Regions from separate parts of the Mus musculus genome. Here region 2 is linked to region 1. The links are chromatin contacts, called in public Hi-C maps. All regions are on one chromosome and are shown on one strand. Each heading gives the region's core, a stretch centred on a gene start, on an enhancer-like site or on the middle of the called end of the contact. The rest is flanking DNA. Distances are from core to core; before and after follow the strand shown. Region 1 overlaps Pde11a (phosphodiesterase 11A). Region 2 overlaps Osbpl6 (oxysterol binding protein-like 6).

The links. Hi-C and Micro-C count contacts between places; a contact is called where the count stands out from the background.
Region 2: a Hi-C map of CD8 T cells shows a contact between it and region 1, with 4 times the contacts expected there. The contact joins two enhancer-like sites. A contact is called at or near these places in 1 of 484 Hi-C or Micro-C datasets (CD8 T cells), 1 of 115 datasets of contacts at active chromatin or transcription factors (embryonic stem cells) and 1 of 9 other capture datasets (liver).

What each region holds. Positions count from the first base shown.
Region 1 is chr2:76,213,265-76,217,880 of GRCm38.p6, reverse strand. Pde11a (phosphodiesterase 11A) reads left to right here. Exons shown (of 20, transcript NM_001081033.3): 3 at 2,474-2,563. Among named protein-coding and RNA genes, the nearest start is that of Pde11a, 120 kb to the left of the region's middle. Within about 2 kb of position 2,505, at least 41 of the 459 cell types and tissues checked have an H3K27ac peak or open chromatin away from gene starts, as enhancers often do. A contact at or near this core is called in CD8 T cells, where this site is marked.
Region 2 is chr2:76,418,958-76,423,379 of GRCm38.p6, reverse strand. All of the region lies in intron 1 of Osbpl6 (oxysterol binding protein-like 6), which reads right to left. The region is part of intron 2 of Gm52557 (a long non-coding RNA gene); the gene reads left to right. Among named protein-coding and RNA genes, the nearest start is that of Gm52557, 10 kb to the left of the region's middle. Within about 2 kb of position 1,654, at least 11 of the 459 cell types and tissues checked have an H3K27ac peak or open chromatin away from gene starts, as enhancers often do. A contact at or near this core is called in CD8 T cells, where this site is marked.

The DNA.
Region 1 (4,616 bases), core at 1,256-3,755:
AGGATGATCCTTCAGTTGGACAGAGCTGTGAATAGGACGGTCTGATACCAACCATGAATCAGAGACTGACAAGTGACTTATTCTTGGAGTTAAATGGGAGCCACCTTATACATTTATTGTGGTGCATTGAGAACGTGAGCACACAGGTTGCATTAAAATTGTATCAGGAAAACCAAGCCCAAGAACTTAACAGACATAGCAGGTCAAGGGAAGAGCGCCATCCCTACACCCCTATAACAAGGTAGACCCCATCCCTGAAAATGATGAGGGCCCACCAGCCTGACAGAAGAGCACCCAGTGTGTCCATCAGGGGGTGGCAAGAGAACACCCAAGTGTCTCGGGAGCTTCAGCTTAGTCAGTCAGTGTTGATACGGCCTCTTCAAACTGCAGTCTCTTGTCCCTCCACCTCACCATCCATCAGTCTGCCAGACCTGGTCCTGCCCTTCACATAATCCCTACAGCCCAACAGCTAATTCTCCTCTACCACCAGTAGCTATGGAAGCTTCTGACTTCTTCCATAGCTCAGTTTCCTTTGTTATCAGTACAAAGATTCTTAGGTCGATATCAGTTTCCCAGCTTTGGCCTCTGAGGCCTCTTTGAAACTCCTCCAAACCCTTGCTGTTTTAACCCTTTGCAAAGTCATTCTGTAACACACACGCACACACAATGTAATTTGTAGTGTGTGGTATATGGCATATTAGTAATTAAGATTGAGATAAAAGAATCCGAGTTCACTCTATTCAGGGTTATCAAGGGAAATTGGATTATTAGTCATGGTAACCACTCACCTTGTGGATTTACTGTTAGTCAGTAAATTATAACATCATGAAAGATACAAGTGGGCTCACCTATGTTTCTGACATAGTCAACTCACAACAGTGACTTGGATCCAACTCTCCTTAGTCCATGTAATAGCCACCATCTCCACAGCAGAAAAAAAAAAAAAAAAAGTACAAACTAAACAAAACACCCCACCCCAACCAGGAAACTACCCAGAAACCTGCTCAGTGTGTTGTTGGTATTGAAAGGGGTTCAGTTCTGGCCAAAGGCAGGCATGCTCTGGAGGGATAGCTGCAGCTTGATGTGTCCCAGTCCCTACTGGCCTACAGGAAAACACACTAAAGCATGAAAAGGAGAGGGGCAAGGAACGGGAAAGAGGAGAAACAGAAGCAGCGTCTGTTTAGGGAGGGCAACTGGAAGACTCACTGATGGAATCCTGAAGGATTTGCAAAATGAGCTACTTGTAGGGCCTTTTGCTCCCAGTTTTCTCTCCTGTTGCTTTTCTCCTCTAAGAATGACTTCATAGCTTTAAGAGCTCTGAAATTCCTTTAGGGATCCCTAGGCCAGAGTGTGGCTCGGTAGACAGAGTTAGATAACAGATGATAGGGAGTAGGAATTGTGCTTCAGCTTTTATTTTCCCCAAGTCATCCTTTATTCCAGGCAACCCTATTCTGGGTGTCCCAGAGGTGTCTCACAGGTGTTCCTGTGCGGTTGATCTGCATAGGCGAGCAATACACTGCCCCTGGTGGCCACTTCTGGAACTGCTCTGTGTGTCTTGGCGCCTTTGTGCAGACAGAAAAAGACCAATACAAACCATGGCATTTCTACTGGGGTTCAGAGAAGTCCCAGATAAACGTCTCTTATTCCTCTTATGCTGCAAAAAGTTCAGGGAACTAGTCCGTTCAGTTTTTACTGGGATATCCCATCTGCCAGAAATCGGATGTTCTGAGATGGGCATGAGCCTCGGATTTTGACTTCCTTTTGAGAGTTTCTCAAGGTTAGGCCCAGCACAGCTGGGTATTTTTAACCCCTGGAGGAGGAGGCATTCTCTCTCATAGGCCCCAGGCCTTTCCATAGGTTGCTGCAGAGCCATCCCAGTTTGCATTCTTGCCTAATCATATCTACCTGATCCAAACGGATCCACTAGGTCTTGAACCTAAATTCCTACTGGACCTGTTCTAATAGAAATGCCCAAGTCTAGTAGCTGGCAGGACAAGCGTGATCGCTTTTATAGACAGGCATGTACACAGGGATTCACTCATGTCCTTCCCACCTCTAAGTATGCATGTGAATATGTGCCTTAAGTTCCAAGGACTTTCCAGTTCTCTTCATTATCGTTCGTTTTTTCAGAGTTGGACTAAAAAGCCAGGCGTGGTGGCGCACGCCTTTAATCCCAGCACTCGGGAGGCAGAGGCAGGCGGATTTAAATGTGACAGGCATGGTTTACATATTATATAGCTTTTGGAATCTTTGGTTTCACTCCCGTTAACTTTTCAAAACTGTGACTTTCCCAGTTAAAGACTGATATACACCATCTTAATGTTAACTCTGAGAACTGTGCCCCTAAAGCTGAGAGTGTTAACAACTCAACGTCTGGCTCATTCGATTGAAAGGAAAAAGCCCCAAAGGCAGGAAATGTGGGTTTTGGTTAAGAGTGGAAGCTCTAATGCTCTGAATGCTTTCTGTGCCCCAGGTTATGCAAATGTATCTTCCGTTCTGTGGAATCGCCATATCTAATGCTCAGCTCTTCGCTGCCTCAAGGAAAGAATACGAAAGAAGCAGGGTGAGTAGCTAGCTTCAAGCTCGCTGTCTTCCTGGCTTATGTGAGTCACTCCATCTTTTAAAAGTAGCGGATGATCATTGTCTAGTCTGAAGATCATTCTTGTTTGTGCAAGCCTGGAACGACAGGGCTGAAGATCCCTTTAAACAATGCATGAGTTATGGTTACAAGAAAATACACATTTTCTGTTGTTGTTTCTGGGAAATAGAACTGGTTTCTTTTAAAAAAGGAAATCAACCCACGTCTATACTGTGTGGCAGCGGATATTTATCCTCTGTGCTCTTAGCTTTGAAACAGCAGCAGTTTTAGTTTAGTTCCTTCAAGGGGCACAATTTCACTCCTTGCAGATTCTTTTTCTAAGGTTTTCTAGAAGAAGCAATCTAAGGCATGTAGGACCATCAAAGAAGCACTGCTTTGTAGGGACATTAGAGGCAATGATCTTATATACCTTTAGGAACTGTAGACTCACACAGTAAAATGTACCCACAGACTCATACAGCCTTAAATTATCAACCAGAGATCGAGGTTCACTCTACATTTATATATATGAAGATCATTGTTACAACCCAGAAACAAACTCAATAAGAAAATGTTAAAAATGGATTAAATCCCTCAGCCAATGAAATAGATTAAAGTGTATTTACAAAAGCATCATGACAGTGACTATTTGATAGTAAGCATATGAATACTTGCTGACCACACAGCCGTCTTCCTTAGCAGGGCGTAGTGTGCCCTTCCTCCACCTGGGTCTCCTGTTCATTTTAGAACCATTTCTTGCTCGACTATTCCTTTCATTTCCTATTCCAGTGATGTTTCTGTGACTTCCAGATAACAGCCTGTTTGTTTCATCTTATCACACTCCTACCTCCACCCCACCCCCACCCCCACCCCCTTTCTCCTCTGTTTCCAATGACTCCTCTCCCTCTGCCAACTGCCTCACAGGTCCCAGTGCATCTTCCTCTCCCCACTTCCGGTCCTTCCTTGTTCTAGTGCAGGTACCCATCACGTTATTATAATATTTGACGATGGCCCTCTTCTGTAATCCCATTATTCCTTAAGGGAAGCTTCTTGTACTAAGACAGTCCTTTCATCCTTGTGGATGGCACAGTTTACTTATTCATTGAACAAATACATATTGTGTAGTTCTCATGAGATACTGTCTGTCCTTACAAAGCTTACTAGTCTAGTGGAAACAATAGATAATAAAAAAGAAAAAGAAAAGAAAAGAAAAGAAAAGAAAAGAAAAGAAAAGAAAAGAAAAACCACACAATGTCAGACAGTGATAAGCGTTATAAACAAAGATAAAGGGAGAGAGATGGACAGGCACAGTTATGGTAGGTTTGATTAAGCAGATTATTTATTTTTTGGAGCTGATGGGAAGGTGTCTATAGGGAGTTGATAGAAGGAGAATGAAGTGAGAAGCCCAGCCACTGGAAGACCTGTGCAGAGTGTCCAGACCATGACACAGCAGCTGCAAAGACCCTGTGTTGTTGGTGGATAGGGGGACTTCAGGAATCCGAGGAGAGGATGAAAGACAAGCCAATGAAGATAAGAAGCTGAACCCAGGGCTACTGGGGAGAAAGGCCTACGGGCAAGTCAGGAACTGTTAATTTTAAGGCTCCTAGTAGAAAGCCAGTAGGAGACTTTTGAGCTGATTGCAATTCATTTAAAAAAAAAGCAAACACCATGACCTCCTTGGAAGCAGGGAAGGGCTGGGGAAGATTGGATAATGGGCAGTGACAGAAGACTGGGAGGGGAGCCAGAAGACTCCATTGAAGTCTAGAGACAAGGTGGATGGCATTAGGGCCATAAGAAGTGAGGAACTCCCTCCAAATCTGTGGCAAAACATTTAGGGCTTGCTGGTGTGGGGGACAGCGAAGGAGACTTTGGGCTTATGCACAAGTTTGTGGGCAGCAGAGACTTGGAATATGGAGCTACCCTTGAGGGAGTGTAATATTAGGGGTGGAGATCGTGTAAAGCCAGGAGACCTGCTGAAGGAATCTGGGAAGACTGTGTGGAGACGAAAGCAGAGCAGAGGAGGATCCAAGAGTCAGCT
Region 2 (4,422 bases), core at 405-2,904, 210 kb before region 1:
TAACAGGAAAGTAAGTGTCGACTCTAACACAGACAAGGTGAAGAAAGAAAGGAAGAGAAACAATGTGAATAAACAATGACCAAAAAAAAAATCCCAATCCCTATAGCCACCCACACTGCATGTATGTGTTACAAGTGCATTTAGATTCTCTACACAGAAAAAGAAACGATTCCACACAGAAGCAAGGACCTGCACAAAGGAAATGGCGGGTGCTGTAAATGGTAAATACAATCGTAGATATATAAATAAGTAGTTTTCCATTTCTATTTTAAATAACCTTAAAAGATAACAGATGTTTCAAAGGGAAAGCAGCAACAATGCTGGGAGTAAAATTAAACACATAATAACAACAGCACAGAGGTCAGGAGGGGAGATGCCTTGCTCCACTCCAAGCTCCCAATCGCAGACACAGGTGCTTCAGCAGCACACTGGAGCGGCTGGATTAATAGCTCTAATCCACACTCTGCTCAGGCTATGCCATTCTCAAAGGGATCTCTACCTGTATCTGCCTATTATGTGACCTGATTTTAAAGCTAATGTCACATCTGAGAAAGCACTAGTATTGCAGCAACTCAGCACATGTGGGACCAGCCGTGAGCTCAGACACACATCTCTGAATAGAAAGAATGTCATCCGTCTCTGTCAGCATATACCTGCAAAACAAACCTCCTGGGCCCCGCAAGCCAGGTCACAATCCTTTAGAAGCCAGGTGTGCCCTGGTCAGTGCAACTGGTGGTTTGGCACCAGTTTGGACACCTACCCCATTCTGTACTTCCATTTCCCTAATTTCAATGTGAGTAAGGCGAACCAAATGGCATTGAGGTCCTCACACAACCTGGGCAATGCTGGAAAGACAAATATTAAGTCTTACACACTGAGATTTGTAGAGAGAATAGCTTGTGTGTCGTATGGGTGCATCATCTGTCAATTAAAAAGCCCATGGCCTGTGGCTTAGGCAGAAAATAGAGGTGGGACATCCAGGAGAAGAAAGAATTCTGGCATTGCGGGGGAGGGGATTCACCGGGAAGATGTGACAAGACGGACAGACAGATGCATGGTACCTGAGCACAGGTAACCAGTACAGATTGTAGGCTAGACTAAATGGGATATTTCAAGTTATATCTGTTCAGAGAAGAGCCTAGCTATAGGGCCAAGGTATTTGTAAATATATTTTGAGTCTAAGTTTTATTGCTGGGAGCATGGAGCTGGGAAGAAGAACTGGAGCTTAACTCAACAGAGATCCTAAGAAAATGTGGTGACAGATACTTGGGTCATCTGCTTGTCACAAAACAGTCTCAGCGTTATCCCCAGGGAAGCATTATTTTGAAGGCTGGCTCCTCTTCTCCGTGTAAGTTGTCATTCTGAGCTCATTTTGCGAGAATCAGCTGTCTAACAATTCCCAACACTGTTATCCAATATTTTCTTTAGGATACTAACCAGGACTCTAAACTATCTTTAAGTCGGAAAGGCGAATTAAGCTACACTTCTCAAAAGTCTGTTCAGTGACAGTGGTAAGATCAGACATTTTAGCTGCACTTCAGTGGAATTCTGAATAAACCCAGTTATTACAGAAAGTTCACAGACCTTAAACCTATAAACAATTTTCAAAGAACAACCCCACTAGGCAGCACTCCCCTGGCACCCTCAAAATGAGATTGATAACATCCTGTTGGTAAGATGGTCACCACATCAATGCTAGCAAACGACAGTGAGAAAAGGTTATAACATGACTTCTAGGCAGCTTTTAAAATAATCTAAAGGGACTGGAGAGATGGCTCCGAGGTTAAGAGCACACAGTGCTCTTGCAGAGAACCTGGGTTCAGTTCCCAGCAACCACACTGTTCACATCCATTGTAACTTCTAGGGGATCTGGAGCCTCCTGCGACCTCTGCATGCATGCAGTACACACACCTACACTCAGGCGCACACACAGCCACATCAAATAATTTTGAAAAAGTTGTATGTGTCTGAGGAAACAGATTTCTACTTGAATTTAACTGAAGCCATCAATTTTGCAGAGAAGTGTCAAATAGCCTATTTTCCACCAAGAAGAAGCTGTTAGAGTTTTAGTACCTGCAGATTAAAGAAATGTATTTAACCTTTGTTAACCTTCCTGCTGCCTTGAAAAGTGGAGTTCTTAAACTTTGTCATTTCCCACCGGCTGGTCAGCTCACAAAGAATAATTAGACATTTTCTTCAAAGAACCTTTTCTCAACCTTTTAGGAGACATTTCTCACAGGAAGAAAGAGAAATAGCTGCCAGCTGCCCAGGGGTGAAAATTCTGAGGCTAGACACGCAATGCTGCTTTATAGCACTATGTGTTTTTATTAAAGTTTAAGGGAACTTTCAGGATTCCAAAGATTTTTGCTTTAATTCTGTGTTTCCAAACACTAAAGTGTAAACACAAATAAAACAAAGCAATAATTAGCATTTCTAACAGCAGACAATGTACAGAGTAATTTATGTAACTCAATTAACAATAATTATATATTGAAGAACGCTTACTGAATGCCCCAGCGTGTGACAGGCGACGTGAAAGTGGGAGTGAAGAATACGAACAGATAAAAGTTTCTAGCTCTAGAGAAAGCCTTTAAATGCACTAGTTTGAGGGTTTTTTTAATTGGGGGAATTCAAATACAGTCTTTACATTTATGAGACCCCCCACCTCCATTGAGGTGCTCCACATCTTTTGAGCAGTTATTCACATGTTTCTAAAAGATGAACTCTCAGTATTTCTGGAAGCCAGAGAACCTCAGGGTGCAGCCCAAACCTAGACAAAAAAAATCAGTCTACTTCCTTGGTGGGGGTGGGTAGAGAGACTCAGAAACCACTTAGCAGTAAATGAAGTGTCTTCAAAAGAAATATTAATGGAGCAAAGGCATTCACACCCTCTCACAAGTTCCCCCTGACCTATACACCACACACACCATGGCATGTGTGCATGTGTGCAATGCACATATGCACAAACGCTCTAAATAACAAACGATTAAATTTTTTAAAGATTTATTTATTATTATACATAAGTACACTGCAGCTGTCTTCAGATGTGCCAGAAGAGGGCATCAAATCTCATTATGGGTGGTTGTGAGCCACCATGTGGTTGCTGGGATTTGAACTCAGGACCTTCGGAAGAGCGGTCAAGTGTTCCTATCCGCTGAGCCATCTCACCAGCCCATGATTAAATTTTTTAAAAGAAATATCAAATGCCTGGAAATGTAAATGTCTAGAACGTGGGAGGAAGACAAAAGACAAGGAAAAAGAAAGGGAACTTTTATTTGCTTAAATTAGAATTTTAATGGTGAAATACAACAATGGATGCTGGTTCTAGATATGGCACATGGAAGCACCAGTGTGGGTTAAGGAAACTGAGTTTTATGCTCTTGGTTTACTCACAACAGGGATTGCGAATTTGGTTCACATTTTACTGCTGACCAGATAGCTTTGTACTCAGAGCACAGCAAGGCCCAGGCTCAGCATCTACAGTGTATGGTGGACACATGCTGTCCCCACTTCCTTTCAAGATAAAAAGGACCATAAAACTGTCATTAAGTAATTGTCAATGAAGACCAACAATGTTCTAAATAGTAACTGACTTAGGTAAAGTTTAACTTGAAGACAATTTGCTACTTGACTATTTACCCTTTAAAAAGAAGACTGAATTCTCAATGGTCATGTTAGTTGTTATATCTTTGGGGTGCCATTTCTACAGCAATGAGATATACTGCTGGTAGCACTGCTGAGACTCCCAGTGAGACAGAGGAACCTAGAACTCTTATCCCAACTCCAGAGATAAGCCCTGGTAGTGTACCCATATTAGAGACAGATAAACTACTTTGGGCAAGTTCTTTAACCTCTTTGCCTCCGAGTGTTCTTGCCCTTACAATGGAGCTAAAAAAAACCACTGACCATTAATTGACTATCCACCAAGCACACAAAACAATGTCTAGCGCATGAGCTGTGTGTGAACCCATGACGCCTGTGTTCTGACAGTTCACATGACAGTTCTTTATATCAGGAAATCATGAACACTATTAGGGAGACTAGAAAAAAATATGTTAGAATTATCTGACAGACTATTCTGCAGTGGATACATAACAAAGATCTTAAAGAATTGATATTCCCTTGATTTAGCAAGTCTAGGGCATAGCAGAGGTCTTCTAGACAAACATCTATATACAGGGCCAGTCATCAAGTTGCCATAATTCCAAGAAAAAAGCCTAAGTGTTCAACTAAAATTCAGTTAAGCATGACTGTGCTCAAAAGAACATGAGCTGGGCAGTGGTGGCGCACACCTTTAATCCCAGCACTTGGGAGGCAGAGGCAGGGCTACAGAGAGAAACCCTGTCTTAAAAAAAAAAAAAAAAAAAAAAAAAAACCTATGGGTAAGCGGAGAATGGTGGTCATTAGTCCCAGCACTGAGGG